2 separate regions of the Mus musculus genome follow, and region 1 is linked to region 2. A link is a contact called in public Hi-C data. All regions are on one chromosome and are shown on one strand. The core of a region is the stretch at or near the end of the contact, and the rest is flanking DNA. Distances in the headings are between cores, read along the strand shown. Region 1 overlaps Slc9a8 (solute carrier family 9 (sodium/hydrogen exchanger), member 8). Region 2 overlaps Kcnb1 (potassium voltage gated channel, Shab-related subfamily, member 1).

Region 1 (6,782 bases), core at 4,072-6,571, 370 kb after region 2:
GTATGGCGTTCTGTTGAGTTGTGTCTGTGACAGGTGTGTGCACCTGGCTGGGTGTAGAGGAGGCCTTGCCCCATACTGTGTCTTCTTTGGTCACCATGAGCTACATTATTAGTGGTTATTTCTAGATGTCACTAAAAGTCATGTGACACACAATGATTAAAGTACCTGATTCTGACAGGTGGCAGGAAGCACTACCATCTCACTGTCCCAGGGTGTCTCCGTCCCAGGGCTGATGAGACTTTTCTACCTTTGGCCTGTGAACATTCACAAATGTTTTATGTGGGTGACTACTTAGTGAGGTTACTAGGTTAGGTGATATACCAGTTTTACTTTGTTAGGAACTGCTGAGTGTTTGACAGTGACTAGTTCTGCTGGGGTGAGCAGTGAGGGGAGACCACGCCTTTGGGAGGCAGAGACAGGAGGATCTCTGTGAGTTCCAGGACAGCCAGGGCTACACGGAGAAAACAAAACCAACCAACCAAACAAAAAAGTTCAGTTCTATCTGCTTTTCCAGCAGATCATGGGCATATAAAATTCAAAAAGATTTTTTTTTTAAATTATGGTATTTTTTGTGTTTTATCTAATCCATGTATCCTCCCAACAGTGAGCCCTTGTAGCCCCATTCCCTCCGTTTGATGTCTGTGTACAGGTGGTGGTTACAGTAGGTGAATCTGAGTGTCAGGGTGGGGTGGCCTGTGTGTGGAGGGGCTTCGTGGGCAGACTCCCGAGGAATCCCTTGGAGTGCTCATCTGAACTCTCCTGTAGCCCCAGACCTTGGCCCATGGTGAAGTACCTCTGGGTCATTCCAGCATTCAGAGTCAAGCGCACAGTCAGACTCAGCATCCGTGCGCTTGTCCACAGGGAATGGACCGTTTGCATCGGTCACTCTCAGAAGTTTAAAGATTTTGGGTAAGAAACAAATTCCTATCTTCTCAGAAGTGAAGCTGGACCTGTCCAGCAGGGCTGCAGCGGCCTAACAAAGAGCCATCACTATACCGAGTGTTCTTGGTCTTCCTACCCCCTGGCCAGTGCACCTTGGACACCTAGAGCCCTTTGGCCACACTGCCCCCTGCTGGATTTGAGCAGTGCTGTCCTGGGACAGACCTCAGGAATTTCCACACTTCAGTGTCAAGCTAAGTTGCTTCCTGAGGCTTTGGTCTCGGGAACAAGTATTTATAGACCCTCCTGCCAGTCGTAGCAGCATCTCTCTTTGTAGGGTGGCTGCAGTGGTAGTCTGGCTGGTGACAGCATTGTAGCCTGGGATCCTCTCTGGTTAACACTGCATCAAGATGAGAAGGATGTTGGTGGTTCTTAGACTTAAGCCCAAGACCACTCCCGACTACATCCTCCCTCCTGGTCCATGGGTGCTTCTTGCTGGTGGTTGCTGTACAGTACTGGGCATCAGGCCTGGGGCTCCAGCCAGGGCCTTGAACATGCTAAACATGTCTTACCAGAGCTGCACATTTGTCTGCTGTCATTCTTTTTTTTTTTTTAGATTTTTTTTTTTTAAAGTTTGTTTTGTGTTTGGAGAATAGAGTCTGTATTATGTAGCTCTGACCTGAAACTCATCACAGATCTACCTGCCTGTCTCCCAAGTGCTGGGACTAAAGGTGCTTGCTACCCTGCCTGGGTAGACATATTTTTTTGTGAATGATTGTGTGCCACAAAGTGCTTGGGAGTTGTGTGTGGTTCTTAGCTACCATGTCAGTGCTAGGAGTCAAATGTTATGGTGTCGGAAACCAGAGCTAAAAAACCAGAATTTTTCAGTTATTTTTACAATCATGGGAAAGGTGCATGTTATGGGTTTATGGTCAGATAATTAACATATCACGAAACATTTTATGGTTGGCTATGACCATAAAATAGAGAACATTCCAGTCCTCTGCCACGTATACAGCAGAGCCCTGTGGGGATTTCAAAGAGTAGGTGGCCTGTTTTGCAGGGCCTTGCATGTGATCAGCTCAGAGGCTAGTGTGTGACACTCCCTTTGTACAGGTGCAGTTGGCCAGTGAAACTGTTTCTTCAAAATGATGGAAGTGAATTAAAGCTTGGCTTATAAAATTGGATTTTAGCCGGGTGTGGTGGTGCACGCCTTTAATCCCAGCACTTGGGAGGCAGAGGCAGGTGGATTTCTGAGTTTGAGGCCAGCCTGGTCTACAAAGTGAGTTCCAGGACAGCCAGGGCTACACAGAGAAACCCTGTCTCGAAAAACCAAAACCAAAACCAACCAAACAAACAAACAAAAAGTTGGATTTTCAGTTTTATGTATGTTGGCATCTTGTTCAGTGGCTTAAAAAACCTCAGCTTCCTTCTGCCCAGATGCGGCTCTGATAAAAAGAACCTGTGTAGAGCCTCAGAGAGGGGAGCAGTCCTCAGGGAACACAGACAGATGAGCCCAGGAAGAAGCAGTCAGTTACCTTCCTGGGTAACAAGTCACACTATGCCTGAGAACAGTAATTGGTGACTACAGGGAAATTAAAATCAGTGTATTTTAAAGGCCCATCAGATGGCCCTACCCATTACATCCAGGTTTAGGGGCTTTTCACATGTAGATGCAATGCCAGCTTCTTACCTTTAAGCTAAGGGTAAATGTCCAGTGATGCTCACAGCTACTGAGCCTGGTCCTGTGCTGTTCAGTTCACACAACTTATCTCCCATCCCTCTGACTGTTGTGGGAATAGGGACTGCACCAACTACAGCTGAGGAGAAACCGCATGTCCATTTCTCTGCAACTTCTGGAAGGCCTCACAGCTGTGTGTCTGCCTCCACTCCCAGTTAGTTTCATGTAGCCCAGGCTGGCTTCAAACTTGCTGTTAGCCAACTTCTGATCTTCTGACATCTGGCATTACAAGTGTGTTTGCCATCACATCTGGCTTATGTTCTTAAGGGGGATACTAGGCAAACAATGTGCCAACTGAAAGCTGCATCTGTCTCTTTCTGTACCCTTTTCTTTCCTTTTTACATGTATGGGTGCTTTGCCTGAATATATATCTTATATACTGCACACCTGACACTCTTGGATGCCAGAAGTGGATATAGAATCCTCTGGAATTTAGTTACATATAGTAGAGAGCTGCCTTGTGGGTGCTGGAAACCAACAAACATGGTTCCTCTGGGAGAGCAGCCTTTCCAGCCCCTTCCATTTTCTTAAAGCCCTAATATATTTGGGGTTTGGGGAATTTGGGGATGATGTTGTTTGATTTGCACATCTGTCCCTATGCTCGGTGTCATGTCTGCCCTCTGCCTCTCTCTCCAGGCATCATGGCGATCCTGTTTTCTGGCATCGTGATGTCACACTATACACACCATAACCTCTCCCCAGTCACCCAGATCCTCATGCAGCAGACTCTCCGAACTGTGGCCTTCCTGTGTGGTGAGTCACACAAACTGGGATTCCTGCCCTCTCTGTGTGTAGGCTAGGATTCTTCTTGGCAGCAGGGCACAGAGCCCCCCAAGCCCAGGTCATTACTGTGCCCCTACCTCCAGGGCTGGCTCCTCTGGACTTGTGATTCCATAAAAGACGTGAAACACCTAAGAAATGGACATCTGATGGTTGTAGATTATGGTCAGAAGTAGAGATGCTGTTGAACATTGCAGACGTCTGATGTGGAAATGATGCTGAGGCCGGGTGGATGACCTCGCCCCTAAGTCCTGGACTCTCAGGGTAGTTTCAAGATCTCTGTGAGTTCGAGGCTTTCCAGCTAGGGGCACTGTGAGTTTGTAAGGGAGGTGTCCTAGCACGGAAGGAACTCCAGAGCAGCGTTCCCTAGGCTGAACATGAGGTCTTTCTGTTAAGCAGCAAGAGTTGGAGCTTCCTCCCCCATCTTGCTATGACCCTATTCCTGCTCATACCTGAAATGAAGGTGCCACCTCTAGCTATTCCGACACTCACACTCTCACTCAAGACGAGGCCTCAGTTGCAACCTCAGCCTCCCCTGGTGTTGAGGGGCCCTGTTTCACTTTGGAGCCAGGATGGCAGGGCTGGCTGTGGGAGGCTGGGTAAGGAGAAGCCAGGGAGCCCATTGCCAAGGAGCAAGCTAGAAGACAGCCTTCTAGTGTCATAGTCATTTGATCCACACAGTTCTCACCAGAAAGCCTCAGCTAAAGGTTTTGACCTGACCTGACCCCCTCAGGGCAGGCAACAGAGAACAGCACACTCCTCAGCTTCTGTCTGCACCCAGACCAGCTTTACATGCAGGGCACATGCATGCAGCTCCTGAGACTCCGTCACACCTGCTGTCAAACTCACCAGGCATGGGCTTTGTCCTGACAGCTCCTCCAAGAGAAGTTCAGCCAGTGCACTAGGCCGTTCTGATGTAGCTTGCATTGCCAGAAGCAGCTTTTATGACCACCCTAAAAGGCTGGGTTAAGTTAACCACACATTCTTTTTTTGTTTTTTCAAGACAGGGTTTCTCTGTGTAGCCTTGGCTGTCCTGGAACTCACTTTGTAGACCAGGCTGGCCTCAAACTCAGAAATCCCCCTGCCTCTGCCTCTCAAGGCTGGGATTAAAGGTGTGCACCACCACGCCCATCTTAACCACACATTCTTGCTCCTGGGAAAGGTGAAGTCGGCCTAGGTGCTCTGGCTTGGAGGATCAGACAGTATCAGATAAGAAGGCATCTCGGAGGGGAAGGCCAAGCACCTGCTGCTTGTGGCCCCACTGAAGAACCCACCCTGCTGAGCCGTGCTAACAACTCACCAGCTCGTGCACATCTTAAAATGCAGTCCCTATCTCCTTAGCGCTTGGGCTCTTTGGGGGCCCATAGTTTAATCAGGAGCCTGGAAAGTTGTTTTCTTTCTTTCTTTCTTTCTTTCTTTCTTTCTTTCTTTCTTTCTTTCTTTCTTTCTTTCTTTCTTTCTTTTGTTTTTTGGTTTCCTTTGTTTGTTTTTGTCTTATTTGTTTATTTATTGAGACAAGGTTTCTCTGTGTGGTCCTGGGTATCCTGGACTTGGTTTATAGACCAGGGTGGCCTCGAACTCACAAACATGCAGATGCTTCCTTCTAAGTTTTGGGATTAAAGACGTGTGCCAACCATGCGTGGCAGGAACCTAGACTTGGGAGGTGCTGTTTTCAGCACACACAAGTGATTGCTTGCACACCAAGTGCAGCCAAGCCTGAAAATGGGTCCTCCCTGCAAGCTCTGTGAGTTAGCTTCCTCTCGGACCTACTGGGGGGGGGGGAGTTAACTACAGTGCCCACTTTCTCATCTGTCATGTGGCCCCACAGTCACATGCTCACAATGTCTGACCCTGACTGATGAGTGCTCAGGGAATGCGTGGTGGGGACTTGGTTATTTGCTCAGTATCTGACAGTTAACTCATCACGTTGTGAAATTCTCAGTAGCAAGGGCCATTGCCTGTGTGGTAGTAAGGAAGCAAGCCAGCTGTGGTGGCTCACACCAGCAGTCTCAGCACTCACATTGCATTCAAGGCTTGCCTGGTCAAATAGCAAGACCCCATCTCAACTATCCACTTCCCCACCTCGCCCCAAAAGACTGCATACAAAGTCTGACACGGTGTGGCTGTTGGTGTGGTTTCAGGGAAGCTTGCTTAGTTACTACTGAATTGTAAGAGGAACCTGTTCTCTGGTTTCTTTCAGAAACGTGTGTGTTTGCATTTCTTGGCCTCTCCATTTTTAGTTTCCCTCACAAGTTTGAAATTTCCTTTGTCATCTGGTGCATAGTAAGTACTTTTCTTATTTTTCATATTGAATGGCTTATTTTTAAAATAGTAACTACATGGTTTGGAATCATTTATGTAACTGTTAACAGTTCAGAGGCAACAACTACAGAAATGTGCTTCTATAGAAAAGTTTTTGTGTTTATAAGATCTCAGTGTTTACAGTTTCAGTGACCTTGGGTGCTGTGGTTTCCTTTAAATCGTAGTTTTAGGCAGGGCATGGCAGTGGTGCCTATAACCCCAGTACTTGGGAGATGGAGGCAGGAGGATCAAAGAGTTTAAGGATAGCTGAGTGGTGGTGGCACCTGTCTTTAACCCCAGCCCTCAGGAAGCAGAGGCAGGCAGGCCTCTGTGAGTCCAAGGCCATCCTGGTCTATGGTGCAAGTTTCAGACCAACCAGGGTGACACAGTGAAACCCTGTCTCAAAGACAGTAAAAGGTTTTAACTATATGTCGTGTTCAACAACAGCCTAGGCTCCATGTCTCAAAAAAAAAAAAAAAAAAAAAAAAGGAGAAATGTGACCAACTGCAAGAGATCCCAAGTCTCTTGGGCCCTTTTGTGTCCTGTCTCCATCCCCATTGTGACTTCCTTTAGAGCAGCAGCCTGCCTATGTCACAGTCTGTCCTATGAGCACAGGTTGGGGACACCTTGGAAAGGCCTTCCATAGAAAGTTGTACTGGTTTTTGAGTTGCAGGATCCAATCCAGGGCCTTGTGCACATGCAGATGCTCCTCCCACTCCCTCCCGAATTGTGTGGAACGTGGAGCCGTAGTTGATTACCTGAGTCACCTTTGTGCTCCCAGCCGGAGCTCACTCAGCCCACCCTACTTGCTCTGAGGAGCCAGACCACACCAGAGACTGAGGTGCCTGACTGCCCTCACCTGACTCTACAGTGCCCCTAGGGGGAAAAATTAGCATACGCCTTCGCCAGTATGGAGTCTTGGCTGTCCCTTAGCTCATCTCTAGGCACAGCTGGGAGCTAGTCTGTGCTCACCTTTATTTTGGGGCTGTGTGACTAAAGCTTGCTAGTGAGTGATGCTTGCTAGTCTCTTCTCTCCAAAGCTTCATCCAGGCAGAGCCAGGGCAGCATTGTGCTGTTGTCT
Region 2 (6,964 bases), core at 3,351-5,850:
TTGGATGCCCGGTGGCCTCAAGCGGTTCAAACCTTGGGGAAACCCCGAGACTGGGAGCTGGGCTGTTGAGTTAGACCCTGGGGGCTGTCTTCTGTGGTACATCCCTGCCTATCCAAACCGAGTTTCGCACATCTAAGTGGGATAGAATCGGGCAACCCCACATTTCCCACAGCTGCTCTGTAACCGCAGTGTCATGGGAAACACCTCCATGGGCTGAGATTTGGTAAACCAGTTCCTATTTAATTTAGTTTTAGAAGATAGTGGTTCGGGTAACTCTGGCTTACTGGTCTACCTTGCCTTTCAAAACCACCTAGGTTTGGGCTCACTCTGAAGTTCACACACTACCTCTTCCCCACGCCCTATATCCAATGAGGGAGATGGAGACAGACAGATTCCCTTTGGGTATGGATGTGGGAGAGCGGGCTTTCCTCTTGGAGGCAGCTGGAGCCTTGTTTCCCTCGTAAAGTTGGATTATAATTACCTCTGCTGTTTTTAGTTTTCTAGATTTATCTCTTGGGCAGAGACCTTTGAACACCTTGACTAGGTTTTACTTTTATTTAACAAGGAAAAAAAAGCCCTTTTGGAATGGTGCCATTTGGAATTGGTTGGGCAGTGGGTGGCTGGCTTGTGGGATGATCGCTGAGTCTCTTTGAGGGCACAGAGTATAGGGGAAGGGGCTGAAGCACCAATGCAGTGGCCAACCACAGGCGAGCCTGCGGGGTTGGCCCTTTACTGGCCGGGGAAAGGGCAGCGTACTTCTCTTCCCTAAGTGGTCCTTGTTAGACCATTGGAAATGGGTTGGATAAATGGTTGGCAGGGTCAGAAAAATAGCAAGAGCCGGCTTAGGATGCTGAGCCCTCTGCTGCAGCCCTCCTGCGCTGGTGCCTTCTGGGATGGCCCGATCCTATAACCTGAGGTCCCAGTAGCTCTGCTCTGAATCCTTCTCTATGAGGCTTGAACCTGGACCCAGAATGTTCAAGACACCTGTGCAGACACCCACATGTGCATGAAAGCTGTGAAAACACACACACACACACACACACACACACACACACACACACACTCCAAGAAAGAATTGCTTTGAGTTTCCAGTCCCGTTTTGTGGTAATGCCAAGGCCTATTTGTGCACTACTCAGCCTCCCTGGGAATACCTGGGACACACTGGGTAGTCTGGATCCTCTTACCCATCATGCGCCGTGTTCTATGAGCATATAACCCACCCACCCTGCTGAGAAAGGGCTTTGCTACTTTGAGCTGAAATGGACAATTCATGTTGAGAGGCTACTTCTTTGGGCCAACTTCCTGCCCATGCTCTTCTGCTGGCTTTTAGGTTTCTTCAGGGCCTTGGCTGAGACGGACAGAGGTAGGGCTAGACGCGGAGAGGACGGCCCAAACGACTAACAGCCCCTTCCAAATTCAGTTCAAGTCACCATCTGGAAATTTTGAGAGGAATTCTAGGACAAGGAGAGAAGGTCAGAGGTACCCTCTCTTTTTTGGGAAGATAGCCTGTGTTTACTTAGCTGGGCAGGAAACTTCAGAAACAACATGACAGCAATTTTAAATTTTGTTCTTATGCAAAAGTTGCACACACACATATGCACACATATGCACATATTGCATGTGCATGCATACCACACATAATCACACACACATAATCACACACACACACACACACACACACGCACACAAAATCTTGTCTGTTTTATTTGGCTCTGGAACAAACCAGATTACCAGGAATTTTAGGGATGGGAGAAACTGATCAGAACCACATTCCAAATTAATACATTCAGGGGCTGCAGATGTAGCGCAGGGTGGAGCACTTGTCTGACACAGCCAAGGCCCTAGTTAGGTCCCCAACACCACACAACAGAACAAACCCAAGGGGGAGGAAAGACAATCCAACCACCAGAATATTAAATTTGCATTTGGGCTGCATCCTCTTGGGGTTCTTTCAGTGGGAACACCATCGCTGTCTGATAGGGCTGATCTGGCTTGACTCAAATTTCTGGTGCTGGCAGAGCTCAGAGTCCAGAGCTGAGGCAGGTAGGTGACTGGTTGGGCATGGGAGGTGATCTGATTGGCTTTTCTTGTCCCATGGAAGGTGATGGTTGGCAGACCCCTTCACTCCATGTGGAGTCTGTCCACCACCTGAGCCTAGGCTCAAAATTGTTTCCAATGGATGTTCAGGACTGACCAAGAACTGGAGACTTGGATGTTCAGAACTGACCAAAGACTGGAGACTTGGAAAAGCAGAAGCTGAAAAAATACTGCCACCCTTGCCTCAAGTCTCACCTTGGTGCCGCTTCGAGGGGCTGGGTGGATCACAGCTTTGGGCTGTCTGTCACTCCTCAGCGTTTGGCTACAAGGCTGTCTGGCCACTGATTTTTGGTAAGACTGTGAGAAATGGAATGGAGACACACAGCACATTCTTCTGAGATTTGCTGGAGCCTGCACACACCCTGGTCCTTGGATCCAGTTGGTGGCCCTGGGAAGCAGGATAGCTGGACTTGGGGACAATCTAGCCAGGAGGGACTCAGGAATGCTCCTGAGCTCAGAGACAAGTTTGCTTGCAGGAGGGTCTTGATTCTAATATTTCTGGTAACCAGAAAGCACAGTCCTTTAAGATTTGGGAAGGGAAGCAAGCGTCCGAGCTCTGTCTGAGCTCCCGGCAGCCCAGGTCCCAATTGCACCCGTCTTCACCTGGCTTGCTCCTGCATACCTGGATTCTTAAGAGTGACAGCCAGGGGACATAGACCTGATGAGGAAAGACACAGAGTTGCTCTCCCAGACCCCCATCACCCACCCATTGCTAGGAACTCCATCTTCCAGGATATTAAACCCCAGTCTTTTCCCATCTCCAGACAACTGGAATCCAACAAAACAAAACAAAACCAAAAAACCAGCCCAAGGGACAGTGGGAAGGAATGACAGCAGAAAAGACCAGCTATGCAAATGAGCAACAATAAAATCCCCAAGATATCACTCTGTTACAAAAGAAATTAGACTCAATTGCCCTATTATAAATATACTAAAAATACATATATGTATATATTTTATCTGAACAAAAAAATAGACTACTCTGAGATGTGTGGACGTCCTAGGATATAGATGCTTCTAGGGCCAGAAAAATGGCAACAGGAAATGCAGAGGTAAGTCTTCTTTCCAGGTGTGGCCTGGGCTGCTTTGGGCGGCCCTGGCCTAGAGACATGAAAGTATTTGGGGGTTGTCATATAAACAATAATAGGTTAGGAAACGCCCAAGGCTAGAGTGTTCTGTTGTCCTGCTGGGGGCCTCGGAGCCCCCATCTTCCTCCTGCCAACCTGTCAGATACACATACACAAAGTCTGTCTCCAAACGAGGATGTTCTAGAAGCTTTTCTGTGTACCCATCCCCCTTTGATTCAGTGCAGGCTGTGGTTATTTTACTCGAGACAAAGTTGGCAGAGAAACAAGGAAAAGAGATCTATTTATATATCTATACCTACCTATCTATATAGAGATACCTGGCTTTAGGGACCCTTTTCTGTGATGAACTTTAAATATGTCCTTGTTCAAGGACTAGACATTCCAGCCATGACCAGAGTCAGACAAATACATAATTATAAATATTGACAATACATTACAGTTGTATAGAAGAGGATGCTGTTGCGTCTTGTTTCCTCCTTAGAGATGTGGATCTTCTCGGGAGAAGGGACAGAGACAAGGCTGCAGCTACAGAACACAGAGGAGATGAAGAGAAGGTGAGACTTGGGAGGAAAAAGAGCTCCTATTCCCAGCAACTGTCAGGGTGAGTGGAGCAGGTTAAGGGTGGCTTCCTCATTACTTTGGCGTTTCCTCTCTCCTCGATGACAAATATTCTCTCCTCCTTTACTCTCTCTCTCATCTAAATGTGCTTAAGGTAGAATACCAGAGAGAGATCTGTTGCCCCAGATCTGCTGCTTTGGAAACATCCAAAAATGAAAAGGCAAAAGAACTGGCTTGTCCTCACCTTGTCCACAGTAAGGCTTTCCCGGTGCGACAGGTGCGCACAGCAGTCCGACGCCTGGCCTTTTCTGATGACGTGGTGGATGCTGGGACTCCGATTCAGCTGGCTTTTTGATAGTCCTGTTGATTTCATAACCGGACCGGGAGATCTCCGCCTCCAGCCCCTGGAGTTATTTGGGTATCTCACTTCCTTTTGCTCTGGTTGGGTCAGGCCAGGTGGACCACCATGTTCAAGTGGCCTCTGTCCCCATCCCCTGGCTCTTGTCTTCACTGCTGAGACCCATCTGTCAGATTCATCTTCATCTTGGCAACCCAAGATTTCCCAGTGCGTGTAAACACATGTACCCGGGTCAGGTACATGCGGCCTGAGACTCTGTGTTCCTTTTTAGCCCATGGAGGGTTGGTAGAAAAATTTATAATATTCTAACTTGAGTTACACTTGTGTGGGGGAAGCTATATTCCCACAGTTCACACAAATATAAGTGAAAGGAAAAAAAAAAAAAACGCCAACAAAAACCAAAATGGAAAACTCTTCTTTTGCTTCGTCTATACTGTTTTGATGGTTGTCTCTATAGGAGTTCTGTCAGACTCTGCCTATGCAGCTAGGAAAGGTATTCTGGATTCATCATTTTCTCGGTATAATGCTACTTTAAAGTCAGACAAAACACAAGAGGGAGGGACAGCCAGGTCCTACACAAGGCAGAAAGGGCCTTTGGTTACAAGAAAAGTCGCACCAAGTGGTTCTTAAAAAAGAAAGCAATCATTTCTACACTGTACACCCGCCGTCGGCTTAACCAACCAATGAAATGCCTTGGTTTAAAGAAGGGGGGCGGTAACTTCCTTCTGGCTATTTATGGCTATGTTAAGACGTGTTTACTTCCTGATATGTAAAATAGACTATATCATCAGTAGGAGGTTTTTTTTTTTTTACAGATAGCTCTAAAAATATCTGAATCGGAAATCACAACTATTTACTTTTTATCAAAAAGCATTTGTTTGTTTCCCTGAATTTTCACATTTGTGCTGATGGGTGACTTATGAGCAACACAAAAGACAGACATGGAAGATGGTCAGCAGAAAGGTCCCACGATCATCGATCACCGGTCACACACAGGCCCCAGCGCCAGGCAGAGCTCAGCAGGGGGCCGTGGAGCCCCGCCCCCCTGCTTCCTGTCTCCAGGATGCCGCTGGTGCACGTGACCCGGCACTGTCTCAGCCCCTTTGCTCCTGTTTTGAGAAAGCTCTGAGGACGGATGGTGAGGCAGAGTCAACTTCTTATTTTCTTCATGAAAACAGCAAAATACCAAGCTGTGCCCTCTGGAGGGAGGGGGGACCCAGGTCTTTGGAGATGCTGAGAAGCGTCATGAACACTTTGTTTAAGGGTGGTGGGATGAGCCTTTAGCATCCTACCTGGGACAGGTGGCCTGACCGCAGCTATGGAAACAAGAGAAGGCAGAAGATCGTGATGTGCTACGTGTGCTGACGGGTGGATCATGCCATCGGACTGCTGGGCCGACCAGCCACACACGATACTGAGGACAGGTGACCATTATTGTCTTTGCTTCATCAGGAAGACATGCCCGTCACTGTTCTGAGGACAGGGAGGAGGACACTACAGCATTTGGGACATTACCCACTCACACTATAGTAAGAAAACCACATTGCCCTATTGTACCAGAGACAGGCTGACCAACAACATCGCCGTAACTAGAGCATTTGCGCAGACTGGTGTCACTGAGGAAGGGCCAACAATACTGTGCCACTGGGTCACAAGCAGGCGGGACGACGCCAGGTCAACGCTTGGACAGGAAGACTGACACCAGGAAGTGCACGGGAACCTCGAGGGATACACATGGGTACTTATTGCTTTTGGCTGTGCCGTCTGCCTAGATGGCCTCAGGGAGGAGCGTCGGGCTTTTGGGACAGACAGTAACATAGAACACACAATGGCCGGTTGACAAGAAAGAGCGGTACAACACCCGACACCCAACTCTTGCTGCGCCCTTCTGAGACGTTGTGTGTCTCTTGTACGCAGGCTTTAAGAGATCCCTGCCTCCGAAACCTGAGGACCTCTCCTGTCCCATGAGGGATGAGGGGTGATCCTGAGGGGTCACGGAAAAGCCCCGGACTCTGATGTGGTAACGGTAGACCCACTGTGGCCAGAAATGGGCACAAGTAATACCCCAAGTGCAGGGCCAGCTTACGGCCCAGGGGAAATAGTGCTTGTTTTAAAGTGCGAGATCTTGACACTGTCCCTGGTAGAACCTAGATTAGAAAAACATAAAGTGCTTTTTTTATTAACTTATTATTATTATTATTTTTTAGCTTGAATACTACAGGAAACAAAAAAAGAAAGAAAAAAAAAGAGAGAGAGAACTTCCTCTCATAGTAGGTGTGTTCCCTACCACACCACAGCAGAAAGTAGTCACAATTCTTCACAGGGCAGTTCAGTGAAGGATTTTTCTTTTCTTTTTTCTTTTTTTTTTCATGTAGAAAATGAAATTTATTATTTTTTTAATGTTGTTTTTCAGTCACACACAGTCTTTTTGAATAATCTATCTCGTTTGCATATTTGACGCTTATCTTTTCAGTCCGGGCTAGCCCTGTTTGGGACCCGCATTCCTGTGACAGCCCTGGCTTATATCCCCTTGGCTGCGTGCCAACTGTTGGAACCCTTTCTGGATTGCCAGGTGAGCAGAAAGGATTGAGTTTAAATTGTCAGCTCCTCCTGACAGCTTCTCAGACTAAAGCCCCAGATACCACAGAATACTGAATCATTTGAGCCGCTGCTTGTTTAAGCGTTATGCCCTAGGAGTGTGGCTGATGAAGTGGAGACTCCCTCAGGATCAAGTGTCCTCTGTACCCCTCTAACAAGAGGGGGGACACCCACTACTGCTTGGCCAGCCCACTCTCTCACTAGCAACCCCTTGCTCCAACACCTGCCTCAGCTGACGCCATGAGAGATGGCGATGACGCACTCA

Evidence for each region. Hi-C and Micro-C count contacts between places; a contact is called where the count stands out from the background.
Region 1: a Hi-C map of bone marrow-derived macrophages shows a contact between it and region 2, with 23 read pairs. The contact joins two enhancer-like sites. A contact is called at or near these places in 1 of 15 datasets of contacts at CTCF or cohesin (large pre-B cells), 3 of 484 Hi-C or Micro-C datasets (the AML12 cell line, bone marrow-derived macrophages and nephron progenitors), 1 of 115 datasets of contacts at active chromatin or transcription factors (large pre-B cells) and 2 of 9 other capture datasets (adipose tissue and embryonic stem cells).

The regions. Positions count from the first base shown.
Region 1 is chr2:167,462,085-167,468,866 of GRCm38.p6, forward strand. Slc9a8 (solute carrier family 9 (sodium/hydrogen exchanger), member 8) reads left to right here. Exons shown (of 17, transcript NM_148929.3): 11 at 3,257-3,373; 12 at 5,601-5,683. Among named protein-coding and RNA genes, the nearest start is that of Spata2, 27 kb to the right of the region's middle. Within about 2 kb of position 5,322, at least 16 of the 459 cell types and tissues checked have an H3K27ac peak or open chromatin away from gene starts, as enhancers often do. A contact at or near this core is called in bone marrow-derived macrophages, where this site is marked.
Region 2 is chr2:167,097,106-167,104,069 of GRCm38.p6, forward strand. It overlaps Kcnb1 (potassium voltage gated channel, Shab-related subfamily, member 1), which reads right to left. Exons shown (of 2, transcript NM_008420.4): 2 at 1-6,964. Among named protein-coding and RNA genes, the nearest start is that of Gm39984, 21 kb to the left of the region's middle. Within about 2 kb of position 4,601, at least 115 of the 459 cell types and tissues checked have an H3K27ac peak or open chromatin away from gene starts, as enhancers often do. A contact at or near this core is called in bone marrow-derived macrophages, where this site is marked.